Regions from separate parts of the Mus musculus genome. Here region 2 is linked to region 1. A link is a contact called in public HiChIP or PLAC-seq data. All regions are on one chromosome and are shown on one strand. The core of a region is the stretch at or near the end of the contact, and the rest is flanking DNA. Distances in the headings are between cores, read along the strand shown.

What was found. HiChIP or PLAC-seq counts read pairs in DNA pulled down with a chosen protein or histone mark.
Region 2: an H3K27ac HiChIP or PLAC-seq map of the NIH/3T3 cell line shows a contact between it and region 1, with 6 times the contacts expected there. The contact joins two enhancer-like sites. A contact is called at or near these places in 1 of 15 datasets of contacts at CTCF or cohesin (the NIH/3T3 cell line) and 2 of 115 datasets of contacts at active chromatin or transcription factors (the NIH/3T3 cell line and fibro-adipogenic progenitors).

What each region holds. Positions count from the first base shown.
Region 1 is chr12:9,111,426-9,116,760 of GRCm38.p6, reverse strand. No RefSeq gene overlaps it. Among named protein-coding and RNA genes, the nearest start is that of Ttc32, 84 kb to the right of the region's middle. Within about 2 kb of position 2,965, at least 77 of the 459 cell types and tissues checked have an H3K27ac peak or open chromatin away from gene starts, as enhancers often do. A contact at or near this core is called in the NIH/3T3 cell line, where this site is marked.
Region 2 is chr12:10,327,269-10,332,603 of GRCm38.p6, reverse strand. No RefSeq gene overlaps it. Among named protein-coding and RNA genes, the nearest start is that of Nt5c1b, 40 kb to the left of the region's middle. Within about 2 kb of position 3,028, at least 32 of the 459 cell types and tissues checked have an H3K27ac peak or open chromatin away from gene starts, as enhancers often do. A contact at or near this core is called in the NIH/3T3 cell line, where this site is marked.

The DNA of each region.
Region 1 (5,335 bases), core at 1,716-4,215:
ATCCATGAGACAATGAGAAAAATGGACTATAGTCTCTCCATCTACTGCAGCTAGGTGACTCAGTCTGCCTTGATATATCTGGGTTTGGTTCCCAAAAATGTCTCCCTGAAAGCCCACCTATGTGTCAGTTCACTTGTACATTTACCCACTTACATACTTGTCAGGAAGGAATTCATGAGAATGGAAAGGCTGAAGAAATTGGGGAGCTACACCATTTGAACTTGTTCTAGCCCCCAAAGGTATCTAATTTTCCACAGATGTTGCAGACTGACCTCTTTCCTCTCTGGCCTCTAAGTCAGTGAATCTCCATATTAGTGATATGTTTTATAATAAAATATCGGTTATATATGTAAAAGCATGTCTGCCTTATGCCTGGCAAAAGCATGAGGCAGGAAAGGTTCATGTTGGCTCACAGTTCTAAGTATATCATCATGGCAGAAAAATATAGAAACCATGGCAGTCTGGTTTTTAGAACATGACTTAGCTGGTTACATTACAGCCACAGTCAGGAAGCAGAAACCAAAGTTCATCTGACTCCCTCTGTTTTCCCCTTTTTAGATGGTCCAGTCTAACAGCCCATGGACCTGTGCTGCCTACATTCATGGAAGCTCACCTCTCCTCAGCTAAACCTCTTTGTAAATGCCCTCACAGGCACGCCCAGAGGTATGTCCCATGGGTAATTCCCAGCCCAGTTGAGCTTACACTGAAGACCATTCATCACATGAAGCCTCGTTCTCATGACAAACCAAAGGTGTACTATTCGAAATAGGAATGGTTCTGGACCAAAACCACATTATTCAGCCCCCTTTCTCTGAGGATCCAAGGAAAGGATCCTAATCCAACATTCCCTGCTCTGATTACCTGGGAGCTGTGATCTTAAATGGCCCAGACATTTACAGGAGCTCAATTCCATACCAGATACCATTTATAAGCAGGCAGGAAGCCATTGACTGAACTACTTTCCTGACTCATGAGCATCCCCAACCAACAAGACAAAGACCATTCCTACACTTCAATAAAAACCAACATCACACAGAAAGCTGTAATGGAAAGAATCACAGGTGAGCCAGTGGTGCTGTATTGGAGCAGTGTGCATTGGAAATCATGGGAGATAAGTCATGAGAAAGGAGGGCAGCAGACATGCCAGGGGAAACCCCTGTAGCCCTAAGGTAGAGAAAAGCATAATACAGGGAGCTACCCTGGTCCATCTGAGGAGCTCTTAGAAAGGCAAGACAAGATGTAGGGCTACTAAAAGTCTATACCTATAGGTACAGCGATCAATAGAGCCGTGGCACACATCCCTCTGATGGGAAGGAGGTATCCTAGCTTATTCAGATCTAGAGAAGGCTGGGAGGCTCTCCGCTTTTCCTACTGTATCCCTTTCTCAAGTCTCTTGCTTGAGATACTTGTTCGTCAACACAAATGTCCTTGCTCAGCTCTGGAGATAACAGGGACCTCAAGCAGAGTGTCCTCTGGAAATCCCCTGCACATTTAGACACACATATTCTGGGGAAGTAAGTACCCAGCAGCCCTTAGAAGCCTACTCATGCTTCCATTTGATGCTAAGTAAATGTTCCAGCCTGGCCAGAGGGCTACCACCCCAAGCTGAGAGTTTTATAGGATAGTCTCTAAACTTACTATGTGGCAGTCAGGGCCACAGCATGTCCCATCTGCAGAGGTCTACTGGACCCTGCTTCTCCAACAGCCACAGTGCCCTTGCCCCAAGACAGGTAAAGGACCTGACACACAGCTTGGGGTCCTGAGTTTGAACCTCATCACTTACATAGAAATCCAGGTGTGATGGTGCACATTTGTAATCCCTTCTCTGGGGTTTCCTGGCCAGCCAAGCTAGCTAATCATTGAATTCCTGATCCTGGGGACATCTCCTGTCTCAGGAAAAGGGGTACAGTTTCAGAGGAAAACATCTTGCGATTGACCTCTGGCTTCCATACATAAGTACATACATACATACATACATACATACATACATACATTAAATACATACATAGTATATGTATGCACCTAAACACATGCATGCACACACATAGACAAAAATAAAACATAGGCATGCAACCTGAGTAAAGTGCTTGCTAATTAAAGTGCTTTTGGCAAATAATTCTCTCACAAATGACTAAGACAACAGGGAACAATGGAAAGAGAGTCTCGCACTTGGCTCCTGACTCTGGCAGTAACAGCATGTGACCTCAGGTAAATGGCTCACTCTCCTATCTAACTATGTGATATCCTGCATTTATTATTTTTTGCCTGGTATCACAATGTGCTTTCACATAATCTCTCTTACTCAGTTTAGCACCACCTACAACCCTACGAGGTGACTGCCTTCCTTATTTTGCTGGATCAAAAAGGTCTGTCTCAATATCTAAGACACATGGCCATGAAGAGATGGAGTCTGGCTGGTCTCCCTGCCCTATGTCCTTGCAGTGTATTTTGGGAAAGACATCCTTTCATCAAGACTGCCCAGATATTGAGCAATCACAGGGCTTGCTTCCTCTTGTCTCTTAGGCATACTGTTTTGTGAATCCTGATTCTCTGCACTCTAGATTCATTACTCTGGGTAACTAAAAGGAAAGGCTGCCTTTCAGGTCCAGACCCATGCAAAGTCCTTAAAAGAGAACATTTACTTCACCCCCCAGCTCTGCCAGACCAAATACCACCCCTAACATGTCCCACAAAGATTATAAAATAAAGGGGTTCCCTTTATTGTGGTGACTGTGGGGCATGGTTAGAATTAGACAGTGACGCAGAAGATTTGGTCTAGAAAATGGACAGAAGGGGCCATATCAACCCTGACAATTGTGGCTTTACAACACACTCTCTCATGTCCCAAGACAGGGTGACAGAAGAGCACAGCTGCCGTCCGCTGAGCAACGTGCCATGTGGCTCGGCAGCTTGCTGGGCCTGCTGCCCACCAGGCCTCGTGGTCAGTGCTGACTCACAGGAGGTGGGCTGAGGGGACAGCCTGGCCCAGGTCTCAGCACTTCTGACTCACCATCTCCTCCTGGACCACTATACAACATCCCTCCTCCCAGAAACAACATCCATCTATTTTTTTTTTTTTTTTTTTTTAGCTGACAGAAGAGCTTTTTCTTGTTCTTGGGGTTGTAAACTGATCATCAAATGTTCCACAACTTTTTTCTAAGAAGTGTGCCATGTGGGAAAGTTAAAAACAAGCTATTTGGGGGCCTGAGCCCAGCTTTAACTCATATGCAGCCTTGGTCTCTTCTCAGGGTACCCACTGGGAAAGCACTAAAGGCAAAGTTGTTTTAGAAAACACGGAACAAAGTGAGCACAGGTTGAGCGACCAGATCTGCTCAAATGATTATTTCATAATTAATATAGATCCAATTGGCAGGCAGAGGTAAATAATCCACATGGGTTTCTCTAATTCTTACACTATCTCCTTGTATCAGAATTATTTCCGAATTTAGCACTATAGAAACTGGGGGTCCAAGAGGTTAAGCAACTTGCCTACAGTTCAATTTGGGAGCTGAGATCCAAGCTCAGCTTCATCTAGCATCAAAGCATCTATACAGTGACTAAGTCACCCAGCTGCGGTACTTTCAGTCCCAGTAGCAGCAAACTGAGAGCTGTCTGCCTTCCCACAACTCACATACTACAGTGGGTTCCTGATTATGCCAGCATTTGGCTGCTCAGCGTTCCCTAGTCTCCATGTCTCTGAGCAAGCCTCCACTTCTACCTTACCTTCCACTTTCCAGGCCCAAGGATAAAGCCCCTGGCTGGATCTCCGAGGGAAGGTAAGCCATGAAGAGAAGTTTCCGCAGACTTTGCCTATCTGACCAGGTCTGACATGGCATCCTAGAAATAACCAGCCTCTAGCAGTCTGTGCAAGACTCCAATTCTAGATCCTCTAGGGAAACTCATCTGGGAACAGAGCAAACCAGCTCTCAAAGGCCCCTGCTTGACACAATTGGTGGCTCTCAGGTTTGAGTCTGTTCATCTGCCTACATGCTAATGGTGACCTGCAAGGGAGTCATCCTGAGGCAGACCAGATGCAGAGGGCTCATATTGTTGTATACTGTGATGGCTCCATTCGTGCGCTATGCCTGTAGGCTGACCTGGGGCTGTACAAATAGGTCCAATTGTCCTTTGCCTTGTTTTGGCCAATAGAAGGTACTAGGACTAGACATATAAACAGGATGTAGCTGCTAGCTGGGAGCTTTACCAATAGACCCTGCTCTCCCCAGGCAGAGTCTCCCAAGCATCACAGACACAGGACAGACACAGCTGCAGCTATTGCTCAGCATCCGTCCCTGACTCACTGTGGCTCATGGTGCTGCTTTTATTCACAGCTCTGGACCTTCTTGGGCTTGAAGAAGACTCTCTTTGTTATATTCTCTTGGATTGTTGCCACTGTATCTTGCAAATTCCCTAAATTCCTTTAGGGTTAAATAAGACAATGTGTATTGGGTATAGAGAAGTATGGTAAGTGAAGGCTTCGTCTAGGACATGTCCTTGCCTTTTATCACCAAAGCCTTTTTAAATCCCTCACTTAGTGCACTATTTATTCAGATTAGTAGATACTGGGTGGGGAGATGGTTCATTCGATTCAGTGCTCTCCACATAAGCATGAGTTTGGTTCCCAGCACCTACACAAAAGTCAAACATGGTGATGCCCGCTTGTCATCTCCAGTGCTGAGAATGTCTACAAGGGTGTGTCACTGGTCAGTCGGCACAAAGTAATCAGCAAGCCCAGGTCCTAGTGAAAGGTTTTCTCTTTTTAAAAAGTTTACAACTCCTGTCAACTGGATAGGTGAGAGCCCTTGATGAACAACACACAAGATTATCCCTGACCTCCATATGCTTTTACAGGTGTGTATGTGACCCCACCCACACATACACCCACATCTCCATGTAGCAAACATACATACATACATACATACATACATACATACATATACATGTACACAGCGGGAGAGGAAGATTTTAAAGACTAAATAAAAACAGTTACATATAACTTAGAAGTACCCATGCTCCTTCTAGCCTTCAATTCCCTGGCAGCAGATTAGAAACACTAATGAGAAAGGCATTCCCAGAGCCCATAGGTGCACACATGAGCATTCAGTAGCCTCTCCAGGTCAACTCATGACCCAAAGCAATGTATTGCAGAGAGCACGTATTGGGCTTACATGAAAACTTTTCACTGAAAGTCATTCTCTTCTCTGTCAGCAACAGAACTTATTTGCTTTTAGTTTATACAAACTTATCCTTGATGGGATTGAGGAATATGGCCAAGGCCCACCCCACACACACACACTCAAAGAGAACTCAGAAAGCAAACAGCAGTGAAGCAAGA
Region 2 (5,335 bases), core at 1,779-4,278, 1.2 Mb before region 1:
ATAAACTCTGTAATTTTTATTTTGGGGAAGGCTTCATGAAGGTGAAGAATGTATTCAACATTGAATGGCAAATTAGAATTGAGACACAGCTGTGACTTTGATGTTGCATCTTCTTTCTCAGCAACTTTTGACTTAATTTTATTATCTATACACCCATGCACACCCATACATACACAGGCATGCACATGCGTGCATGCAAAGGCAAGAGGATGATGTTTAGCGTCTTACCTCCATTCATTGCTTTCCATTCTATTCTCTGAGATTTGGTCATTCAATTTGGGGTTCAACAATTGGCTAAAATACTGGCCAATGAGCTTCATAGATCCACCTGGCTCTGTGTCTCCAAAATTAGATTACAAACTCAGGCCATTTGGTCTGGCTTTTATGTGGATTCGAAGAACCTGAAAGTGGGTCCTCATGATTGCTACCACAGCCAACACTTCCTTCACTCATCCATCTTCCCGGTGACCTCAGTGTCTTTTTAAAGCTCCATAGTACCTCACCTATAGAATTTATATTTTATATTAGACTTTATTCCTGTGCCTAAACAACTATCTCATTATAGGTGTTGTGAAGATAAAAATTAAAAAGGAGTCAGTTTAACAAACTTTAAAATGGGTTTCCATTCTATAAGAAATATATCTTTTTACAAATTTTATAGGAAATAAGTTTCAGTAATAGGCTACTGAGACCACTGGGGAGTACAGAATATGACTCCTAGAATACTCATTTTGGATAAGTGGAAAAGACTCATAGATATGTTGCTTTATACCTCATACTCCTAGAAAGAAAATCACAAGACTTAATCATGATAACACATAGAAAGTGGCAACAATGGAGTTTAAGGGACAGGAGAATATAGCATAGGTGCAGACCACCACAGATACCGAGATTTTTACAATTTTTTTAATGTTTATTCAGTTTCCATGGAAAGATAGGATGGAGAGTGTCCCTGCTCTCTCTCTATATGAGAAGAGGTGGTAGAAAAAGTCTTGTGGGTAGAATATAGAGATACTAGTCAGTTTTCTGGACCAGAAGGAAGAGCTAACACCACAAGCTCGTCTCTTGATGTTCCCACCAGAGTTTACTGCTTTTCTGCCATTGCTCTACTACTGACACCATTCTCATACCCTGGTCTCTCCCCTCTGTGCCAACTTTGCTCTAGTTCTGAAACTATTAATTATATCTGTTAACTTAAAAGAATTTGAGGTAGTATTCTGAGAGCCTTTGTGTTTTCCAAGCAAAACACTGTAAAATTACACATAAACAAGAATTATTGTGTCAGAAAACCTCATCCAAAACAAATCACTCTATGCTACCATTTTTTGGCAGAACCCTAGTGTGAGCCATCTATCTTATTCATATTTGAGGCCCAAACATTTTTGTTACCTCATGTTTCTTTCTTCCCTCCTGATTTCCTGACATTTCCAGTTCCTGCCAAATAGTTTTTGATTAGGTTGCATAGGTTCCTATCTGTATGTGATGGTGCTTTCATTCATGGTTTATGTTGAGGATAGAAGGGAAAGAATGGAAGATTGACAGAATATTTGGTGATAATGATTTTGCAGCTAAAATTGACCTCAGAGTAACTGGTTAAAAGTTGAAAATCAAGTAATGTACTACTAACTTGTCTTTAGAGAGCTATAATTCCTTATAACAACTGAGGGAAATATGGAAGAGAGTCTGAAGACCTCGAAGTCATACTCAGTAATGACTATGGTTTCATAGTGTCTTTCTTAGTTCACAGGAGAATAACAGTACATTTTGTGAGTAAACTGGACATTGATTATTTCATTTAGTTGTCATAGTAATGCTATAAAGCAGATATTATATTCTTATTTCATAAGTACTACAATTCTATGAAGTAGATATTGTATGCCTGTGTTATAAAGACCAAGCCTCATTTAATTTGGAGTAAATGCCTACCTGTGCCATAAATGTTAAGTATCAATGTAAGAACAGTTTCCAGCTCTGTCTGTCTGTCTGTCTGTCTCCAAGGTTTAAGCTTATTACCACATTCAGATTACTTTAAAACTTTATTGTAACTCATTTTAAAAAAATGGGTTTATATCACTTTCTTCTCTTTTCAATAAAACTATAGGAGACTTGTTCAGTGGATACTTTAAATATGCATAAAAGGATCTCAAATTACTATAAAGAATTTTTGACAGAACAGTCAACCTCCAGATATCCTTCTATTCCTAAGTCTGTGATCTCAAAGTAATTTTACTTCCCAGATAAGCATTCTAGCCAGAAGTGGCAAATGCATGAGCAATCTGCTATCATGATGAGCTTGGGGGTTCAGAGGGTCTCACAATTAGTGACAGATACGTGGCAGAATGACGTCATTTCCAACAGAGAATCCATTGAGCTCCTGCTTCATGGATTCTGTCTACCATTCCATGGATCCATCTCAGTGATGAGAGTTGAAAGGGAATTTTAAGTTATATTATCGATATGGCATTGCTTATGCAACTTATTTCTGTTTTCATCAAAGTAACTACTTGTGTGTTGTGTATTATTGGGAGTGAAGAAAGAGAGAAATACAACCAAGATTTTGGAACTCAGTAAAACCACATGGTGCAATCCAATGTTAGCATTAAATCCTGTAAAATGAGAATGATATTTATAGCTTTTTAGTAGTTATAATTACTGAGATATTATAACTCATAGGGTCAAAGTTTCATGAAGTCACTGTGAGTAACTTTGGTCATTTCCCTAACTACCATACTGGTGGAGTTCATGCCAATCTAATTGGAAATTATTACTATTGGAAGTCACTAAGTTTCAGGGAATGTTGACAGCCTGAGTTAAATACTATGCTCATTGTTTGCAGCTTGCTCTCACCACTGACAGTTTGAAGGGAGTACCCAGAAATACTTTAGTAGTGACACAGCCTGTAAGGACATTGGATTTAATTGAATAAGATGGAAGAAGAGGTAGTTACTTTCACTAGAAAGATAATTCTATTTCTGTTGCTTTCAGGAGAATGGATATGAGTAATACATTGTGTGGTTAGGCTATGGGCTACGAGAGCTTCCGAGAAGAAGATGAGGTTAAGCAAGTATCCTGAGTCACCCTAAACTGAGTAGACTCAGAGCTAGAAAGTTTCTTCCTGTCAGCTTTCCTACTTTAAAGGCATTAATGTTATTAAGGTTAGACATATGCAAGAGTATCAACTCGTGTGTTTTAAAAAGCCCTGTACTGAATGAGGTAGTTTTGTATACTACCAAATTCAATTTAGATTAACAGTATTTTTCCTACTTTTTTTCACTTGAAAAATGAAATATAATTGTACATCTCTATTAATATTTTTGTTTCAGGAAATACTGAAATAATAAATAAATTCTTTTTATTTTCTATTTTACCTTTCTTCTTCAAAATGCAGGTAACCCTGTTTAATGTGAAAAGTTTCTTAACTCATGAATTCTACATCTTATGCCACGAATTCTAGTATATTGTAGGCTAGATATCATAAAAATAATAACCTTTGGTTATATTTTAGCAAATAATTTGCTTTTGCTTATTTACATTAACATTGTTGGTTGAAAAGTATGATATATTATCATAAATGATCATTTGAGTTCATGAACCCAGTGATACTAGAATCTAGAAGGAAGGGAGGACAGTCTTAAGAGGAAGTAGGCTTAAGGCAAATCTTGTAAATTAATTCAATCTGGAATCTTGGACTCTGTTCCCTGAGTCTAAGTTGATTAGACACTGTAAAAATCAATTGGTCAAACATAATAATGGATGTGTACAAATTGGCCTCAATTTGACTATGTATTTCTTCTGTAACATTTCAGTCTCTTAAGTATTGCATTGTGTCTTAATAATACAGTTTGTTTCTTTCAGTAGTACTGAGGATCAACCTCAGGTTATTATGTGTTCTAGGCAAGGACTGTATCACTAAAATATATACTCATCCCTTTTACGATTTTAGTGAGGCTTTGTTGTTCTTACCCTATAGCCCAGGCAGTCTTCAATTTGTTACAAGCCAATGTCATTAGGCACAGCATATAATCCTACTGTTTAGAGTTTAAAGGGCTACAGACTGAGGAAAACTGAGAGAGAGAGAGAGAGAGAGAGAGAGAGAGAGAGAGAGAGAGAGAGAGAGAGAGAGAATATGAGCTAATGTCCAGAGCTGATATTTTGTAATCCTCAATTTAACTTTAGTCTTAGAATTCCAAGCTAATATAAACTATCCTTTGAGTGCTGCAACTTAGAAATAGGGAAAGATGCTGCACTGTGGTGGCACATGCCTTTAATCCCGGCACTCAGAAGGTGAGGTAGGTGAATCTCTGAATTCAAGGCCAGCCTGGTCTACAGGGCTACACAGAAAAATCCTATCTTGAAAAATAAAAAATAAATAAATAAATAAAAAATTAAAACATAAAAGAAATATAAAAAGGCTCAGAATAAGCCACTATTCACATGTCTGTCCTGAGAGATGTCCCAGACTCCTTAGGAAGGACTCACACTTCCCGTGCTCGCATCTCATGTACGTATTTCTTTCCAGAACAAGGGCAGCTCTCCTTGCCTTGTTTCATCTTAACTGTTTTTACTGCTGAATAAATATTTCAGAATTTGGAATGTTTCCACTCACAATCATGTCATCTTTCAGAAATTTGAGCATGCAGAGAGTACACGTTATCTGCAATCCTGATGACTTGATTCATTACCGGATGCTTGTTAGCCAAAGATAGAAGCAATTTTTATGCTATTAATCATGCTTCCCGCAAACTCCATAGTAGTTTTCAAAAAAAGAAAAAAAAAAGAAAATTATATGAAACCTTAAATCCGTCACTGTCATCTCGGTGTTTGCAGTGCCTCCTGCTTCTCGGGGAAAGGCGTGGCGTGCTTTCAGAACAACGCGGATCTGTTACTTCATCTGTCAAAACAAGAAGTAGATGCCTGTCATGTTTGTAGCCTGAAGGCAAGTCATTTGACATTAGTAGAGGGATCTGCATTAGATCTGGGTATTTTTAAATTAGAAAGTAGTTGTAGTTGTATCTGTGTTGTTTTCTACAAGGTGCTTGGTGTTAGGGAGATGAGCTAGCACGTTCTCCCTGCAAGCTGAAATCTGGGAAGGAGACCTCAGCCAGGCTCTGAGCCTGCCTGTTGAACCTCATTCTTTAGTTGACCTTATTTCAATCTTCTACAAGATTTGGCATGGTTTAGTGATCTTCTGTGAAGTGGGGGAATGAAAACGTTCATATAGGTACTGTTTATGGGGTGTTCCCCTTGAGTCACAAACCATGTTAGGCATTGAGGACATTGGTTTGTTTATTTGTTTGTTTTAATTAGGTATTTTCTTCATGTACATTTCCAGTGC